2 separate regions of the Capsicum annuum genome follow, and region 1 is linked to region 2. A link is a contact called in public Hi-C data. All regions are on one chromosome and are shown on one strand. The core of a region is the stretch at or near the end of the contact, and the rest is flanking DNA. Distances in the headings are between cores, read along the strand shown. Region 1 overlaps LOC107873013 (SWI/SNF complex subunit SWI3C). Region 2 overlaps LOC107873015 (putative tyrosine-protein phosphatase auxilin).

Region 1 (3,329 bases), core at 697-3,196, 180 kb before region 2:
AGTTTCCTTGTTGAAAAGAAGAGGACAATTTATGCTTCATTTCATGTTTCATGTTATGCTCTATTTCTTCCTCTTGTATCTTATTTCTGCATTTTTCGGAAATTATTGCTTTAGGAGCTTCTTTTGAGGATTTCTGTGTTTTCATCGAACCATATTTGATTAAGGATGCATCTCTCTTGACCTTTGCGTTGCAACAATTTTGACCTTTACTTTCCCCGTACATACAGTTAAAGAGGTTAGAGCTGAAGCTGAAGCAGTTTGCAGAGGTGGAGACCTTGTTAATGAAAGAATGTGAACAATTGGAGAGGACAAGGCAACGATTTACTGCAGAACGTTCTCGGATGATATCTCAACCTGGTTCCATTCGAGTATCCCGACCAATGGGGGTGTCTGGTGCTGGTGCAGCAGTGGTCAGTAACGCAGGAAATAGTAGGCAGCAACAAGTTGTTTCAGCTCCTCAACAACAAGGTTTTGTTTCTGGATATGGAAACCAACAACAGATGCATCCCCAAATGTCATTTCTGCAGCAACAAGGAATGTATGGATTTGGGCCTCGGCTGCCACTATCAGCGATACACCCTTCCTCTTCAACACCCGGTATGTTTAATGCATCAGCAAGTTCCCAGCCTGCTCTCAGTCATTCAATGCTTAGACCTGTATCTGGGACAAAATCTGGTTTAGGTTGAGTGAGAGTGATTTGAGCTTTGGATTTGCGTCAGTTTACTGATCGGTTCACGTCATTTCCGCAATTATTGAGGCGAGAGAACAAATGAATTCCAGTTGCATTGCTCTGTCAGACGAATTGAGACATACACGAAGCCCATCAACTGAAGCTGCAGCTTGGACTGACAGTGCATTGGCCTTATTACCCGAGCAGGAGCGCTCACATTAGTTGCTGCCGTATGCAGCTAAACTTATTCGTAGAAACAACTTGTACTATATTTCGGTTTCTACTGTGAAATAACACACTTTTGGACAAGAAGTCTTGAGACTAGGGATCTAGAAATTTAGTTTTGTGCAGTACAGGTAATTCAGGTGGAGAAAACAGGGCTATCTGTATGACAGTTTTCGGTACATGCCTTTTCTTGATCATAGAAGTCGTGTAACAAAACTGTTGTGCCGATTCCTACATTTGTAGTCGTTTGTAGCCGATTTCCAGAGTAATATAACTACGGTTTGAGGGTTAAATGGCACGACAGCAACTACGTTTCAGTCCTAAACAAGTTTGGGCCAGCTAAATGGCACCTCAGTTTCAAAAAACAAATTTGTTCATCGACATAAGAAGCTTTACTGCAGTCAAAACATTTCCAATGAAATTCTGGCCTTTTCGTAACCAAAAATGGATTGTGTGGTCCGAGAAAACTGAAATTTTTGTGAATTTCTTTATTATAATAATTGTTATCTCTAAGAATCTCTTGTATTGTAGTGTAATGTTGTTATTGAGAAATCAAATTGTTTATGTTGTTTGTCGAATCCCTTTGTCTACCTATACCAAGGGGCGGATTTCGAGTATACCGAGGGGGTCCAAAAAGTAAAACTGCACAAACAAGGCATTTTAATTATTATTATTATTTTTTTATTATTTTTTTTTTTTTGTATATTTATAGATTTTGAACCTCCCAAAACATAAGATTAGCGGCTGGTATATTGTTCCAGAAGGTTTAAAATTCATCTTGAAGTTCAAGTTTAAATCTCAAGTATTATACTTTTACTTTTCAAAACTTAGTGAAAATCTTGAATCTGCACCAACATGGGTTGTCGTGCAGTGGATGGGGCTGCTTCACCCTTAATCAGAGATCGAGGGTTCGACCCTGAGTATGGAGAAAACTCTATTAGGGGCGCTGCCATCTTAATGGGCCCTGCAACATGCGATCCGGATTAGTTGGGACTTTAATGCGGACACCGAACACCAGATGGAAAAAAAAATAAAAAAAATCTTGGATCCGCACTGCCAAAGACATTTTGAAAGCTATTCGACTGGAGTATAGAAGTACTGGTGATGTCAAGCTTGTAGTTACAATTTTGCTCTCTACTTATATAATGTAATATAATACTCCCTCCGTTTCAGAATAAGTGAATTATTGGGGCATTTATTAGTGTCTCAAAATAAGTGAATCATTGAATTTTTTTTTCAAATTTGCCCTTATGATTTGACAATCAATTAACTTTTAAAAAGGTATTACAAAGTCAATTTTTTCTTTTTTGGAGGTAAAAATAAAAAGTTGTATTAAATTTATATTTTTAATATTTTTTTCTTAATATATGTGTCAAAATCTAATAATTCATTTATTATGAAACGGAGGGAGTTCTTCATTAATTGTATTTCTAAAATAGAAGAAAAGAAAAAGAAAAAGAATTTCAACGGTTACAGAGGCAAGCAGAGTTCCAGTCTGTTTGTTGGTGCAGGGTCAAACCTTTTGTAGGCTCTACTGGTTGAAGCTCAACTAGTTTGACTACTGAGTACAATAAAGTCCCATTATTACGTACTTCTATTTTTGGAATTGTCCCTTTGTCAATGATTAAAAGAGATGTCGGCAAATATTACAAGCACTTTCTCCGTTTTCTTTTAATTGTTTTTCTTATTTTTCGTGAGTTAATTTGATTAAGTTATAAAATTAAATTAAATTAGATTAATTTAATTTTTATATTAAAATTTAAATATTTAAAAATTAAATTAAAAATATTATAAATTACATTTTTTTTCTTTTCAATTTAATTAAGAAATATATCTTAAAATATTGATCAAAATTTATATCGTTTTAAAAAAAAAAATAGAGGGAGTATTTCCTTGAATGTGAGCCTTTGAATAATGATAAAGTTAGATCACATATCTGAATTGTGGAAGCAATTATTAATGTTTCCTTGCATCAATTAGAGCAGACTATCTGCATTATTATTTTTCACGTATGGCCCTTCCTCAAATTCCTACTAACGAGATGCTTTATGTACCGAATTGACTCTTTCTTTTTCCTTTTCTTTTTAACATTCTTTATTAGCCAGCCAGTTCTATGAAGAAAAAGTAATAAATTTTAATATTTGACTAATAAATTTTAATATTTGATTAATAATTTAACTTAAATTTATTTATGTCTTACTAAGATGATTTATAACGACATAAATAGTTATGCTTTATTTTAGATCTGAAATATAAAAGGTTTATTTTTCTTTCTTAAATTTCTGTATTAAATCAAACACCATCACATTAGTCGGGAGGAAGGGAATAATTAGTTTTTCTTATGTTTGGATTATACTATGTCTATTTTAAATCGTAAATAGTGCCATTAGGAATTTAGTAATTATCTAAAATTTGTTTCCAAAAGAAACGTTTC
Region 2 (3,811 bases), core at 738-3,237:
TCGCGGGACAATATAATGACTTTATAATTATCAATATTTTGTTTCAACCTTAATTATTAGTTGTTTTCCAATTAGGTGAATATTTTTTCTTGATTTCTTGTCTTCCACAGGCTTGAATCATATATATGATGACATTACTAAGGCAATTGAACCAAATTATCGGCTTATTATTAATGTTGACCTTTGTTGGTAAAAAAATATTTGGATATGGAAGATGTTTTAACTGATTATAAATTAGGAGAAATTTTTGGAAAGGAAATCTTTGAAAATAAATATATATCTTGCATGAGTTAATGGTGAAGTAAAAATAAAATGTGGGGTTTTGTTGATATGTATTAAGAGTAAAGTTGAAAATCGGGATTTAATATAAATTTAAAAAATGTAAGGGATATTGGACAATATAGTCTCTTAAATTTAAATTTTATGTAATTTATCCTAAATAAAAAGTAACAATATCATTTCATTCTTTAGTTTAAATAATTTCAATGCAATGTCATGACAAAAAACAAATTAGTCTGGATACTAAATTAAAGTCTGGATCATCTCTAATTTATATTGGTGTTTGTTTCATTATGGGTTCATCGTCACGTAAAACGCTACTCTCAATGTTGGTAATTGTTTTGACAAATAAAATTAAAAACTTGGAATTGTGAGAGATGTTCCATTATTGATCTACTTACTACTATTCCTCATGATAGGGTCAGAAAAAAGGAGACAAACAAGAGAGAAATGAGCTCAGTAGACTTGCTTAATTCGGAAAAAATTTCATACTAATAAAGCATGTCAACCAGTTGCAATATGTCATTTTAATGTCTTTTGTTCACCTTTCAAGAACTTCAAAAAATGCAGTACCAGAATATTTTGGGCTGGCAAATCAAATGCTAGAAGGAAGTGGAGAAAAGAACAGTTCACAACTTGTATCCAGGTAATTTTCAACTCCTACCAAAATGATATATGATTTGACGCCCGATCTCACACAAAGCGAATGACCGCTGTGCCATGTGCCAATTTTGGGGTGGGGAGCGAAGAAGAGAGACAACAAAAATGATTCATTTAAATCTACGAGCTTTTCCAGCCCAAAAACTCTCAATGAATTCGTCTATCCATTTAACATCTATTCTATCTATATATCTAAGGAATCTTTCTATCAACAGAGATTTTTTAACAGAATAATACGATCGGCTAGCTGTAGCTTCATATCACTCCAGATAATTTAAGATTTAAGAATTTAAGAATCCTCGTTGATATGAATGGAAGATGTCTCTTCATAATTTCATTAGATGCTTTTTATGAATGTTAATATAACCCTCAAAACTTAAAAAAGAACAATTCTGATATGATCCTACTTTTAGCAAACAATTTCATGGAGATCACTGAAAAATTCCAACCTCAATTGAAACACAATCCTTGAAATCTAAACCGGTACATCTATATATACGCGTTCATGCACAAGAAAAGGAGCAAAATATTATGACCTCCGATAGGTGTTTCACATGCAACATGTCACCAACCATGGTGTTTCACCTAAATCAATGAATTATGCACAAAAACCTACTGCTGCTGATGAAGATATCCATATATCTGACAACTCCAAGAACCAAAAGCTACTCCGTTTTAAATACATCGCCGGAGATTGTAAACATTCACATTCGTGATGGCACTAATTCCTGGTGAAGCTACTAAATATCGTGTCAGTCCACCAAAACATTAAAGTTGAGCCAATTCGCACAACAATTAGAGCACTCATACATCGTTGCTTCTTCCAAGCAAAGGGACAGCAGTTAATCATCTGCTTTCAGTAAGGAGACCTTAAAGCTGTTCGAACTCATCTTAGTTCCTCTGTGTTGAATTTATTCCATGCTTCCTGTGGTCAAATTTCAGAATAATCTCAGAACAGCATGATGCTTCCTGTGCATATTACACCATATGACAGATAACAGTACTCCATACTAGAGAACACAATACCAAACTGCGACACTGGGTAACAGTTGGCACATTCAAAATGTAGTACTAGATCTTGTGAGTTGTGACACATGAATGTATATGCCACAATCATAGACTGCTCATCCACTTCTTCTCTTTTTTGGCTGGATTTAGTTGGTATAAAAGGAAAAGTTGTAGTAGCTACTTTCCAAGAGATAAGGAAGTAATGTTAACCAAAGGAAAAGATGTATATCAAGAGATTTGGAAGCACAGTAGAAGTGAATAAGTGATCAGTGATACTTCTCTTTTTTTTGGTTCCCCTAATCATATGAAGGAGAGTTTTCGTGTACATCAAAATTTTAACCATTCCACTCAAAGATTTTGATTGAATTAATTGTATGTATTCCATACTCCCTCCAAAAGGATGATGTAGATAATGACATACATTGCTCGGACTCTACGAAAATGTCATTGGATGCGTGTCGCATCCTTCAAAAGTAGTGCATTTTTGGAGGACCCGACACGGATGCGGCAACATTTTTGGAGAGTCCGAGCAACTAAAAATTGACATATACAGACACTAGATTCATTTGCCGTAAAATTCATAAGAACAAAACAACCCAAAATTGTTCAGCTTTGCCTAACAGTACATGTCAAGGGCAACGGCACCAGTACATGTTAAGTTTGAACTGCCAAGCAAACTAAGCATTTATCTTGACTTATTTAGATGGACTCCCTAGGAGGTGTCATTTAATTTATAAAGAGGAATAACTATTATGAGTTGAACTGCTCCTCAACCTTCCCGACAAGTCAGTTTGCTTCTTTTTCTTCGATGAGCTCCTTGCTATAACTCTATATTTCAGTAGCAATTATAAGAAAGGTTTGACTGCTCCTCACACTAATTATAAAATTGGCATCTCCTATCCATATCCTTACTTCTCAACTATTTCAGTTCCCTTTACAAACAATACTACAAGTGCAGTCATTATATGCAGTTAACCAAAATATCATAATTACACCCTGGGAAAGAAATATATTTCATTAGCAGCATCACTTTTGGGTTCAAAATTAGAAGCATCATATATGATATGGATCACTAGTTGAATCCATATAAATTATCAAATTTATTCGACTTGAACTTATGACACATTTTTAATCTAGCATATTAAGTGATTTTCTTTTCCAATATTAAATTTTAATCATATAAAACCTTAACCCAACTATTGAGTATGAACTTTTAGCAGGATCACAGCTAAAGCAACAAAATCATTTTTTTCATCCAAAGAGGTTAAGTGTCTGAACATTGAGTTGGTTGTGATAAAGTATTTTTCTTTAGGATAAAAGAAAAATGGTTCACTCCATGGCCAACACATTTTTAGATCCCTTATTATGCTCCCATATTATTGACTCCATTAGGGCTATTTGTTGGGTCAATAGTGAAGATAATCCCTACATAAGATTTCGCATAAATAATATAATGTTTGGATGGACACATAAAAGAATATTTAATGCAGTGTCCAACCTAATAACGGAAACCAATCCCCATATAACTAATGTAGTGCTTGATTTGTAGTATTTAACTTGACACCAACATATGTTATGAGGGAATTCATGCATTATTTGATGCGAGATACAATACAGAATGACAATAATGACAATATGTATCAACAACAATGCATGTTGTATAAAGATCGTCTAAAAACAAAATGCTCTAAAAGTTGGCTAATCTTTGCCTAACATTTTATGTATTATTATTCCCGCTTAACCACTGCTACTTTATTATTTACCACATACACAAATAAGGGGGTGTTTGGATTGGCTTTTTTGAAGCAGCTAATAAGCTAAAGGCTTAGCTTATTTTTGTAATATTTTCAGCCTAAAAGCAAGT

Evidence for each region. A called contact is a pair of places that touch in the nucleus more often than the background predicts.
Region 1: a Hi-C map of leaf shows a contact between it and region 2, with 6 times the contacts expected there. The contact joins two enhancer-like sites. A contact is called at or near these places in 2 of 5 Hi-C or Micro-C datasets (leaf and placenta).

Annotation. Positions count from the first base shown.
Region 1 is chr6:170,789,983-170,793,311 of UCD10Xv1.1, reverse strand. It overlaps LOC107873013 (SWI/SNF complex subunit SWI3C), which reads left to right. Exons shown (of 9, transcript XM_016719702.2): 9 at 228-1,188. The coding sequence ends at 686. Among protein-coding and RNA genes, the nearest start is that of LOC107873013, 20 kb to the left of the region's middle. Within about 2 kb of position 1,946, at least 4 of the 5 cell types and tissues checked have an H3K27ac peak or open chromatin away from gene starts, as enhancers often do. A contact at or near this core is called in leaf, where this site is marked.
Region 2 is chr6:170,613,662-170,617,472 of UCD10Xv1.1, reverse strand. It overlaps LOC107873015 (putative tyrosine-protein phosphatase auxilin), which reads right to left. Exons shown (of 8, transcript XM_016719705.2): 8 at 1,408-1,864. The coding sequence ends at 1,826. Among protein-coding and RNA genes, the nearest start is that of LOC107873015, 10 kb to the right of the region's middle. Within about 2 kb of position 1,987, at least 5 of the 5 cell types and tissues checked have an H3K27ac peak or open chromatin away from gene starts, as enhancers often do. A contact at or near this core is called in leaf, where this site is marked.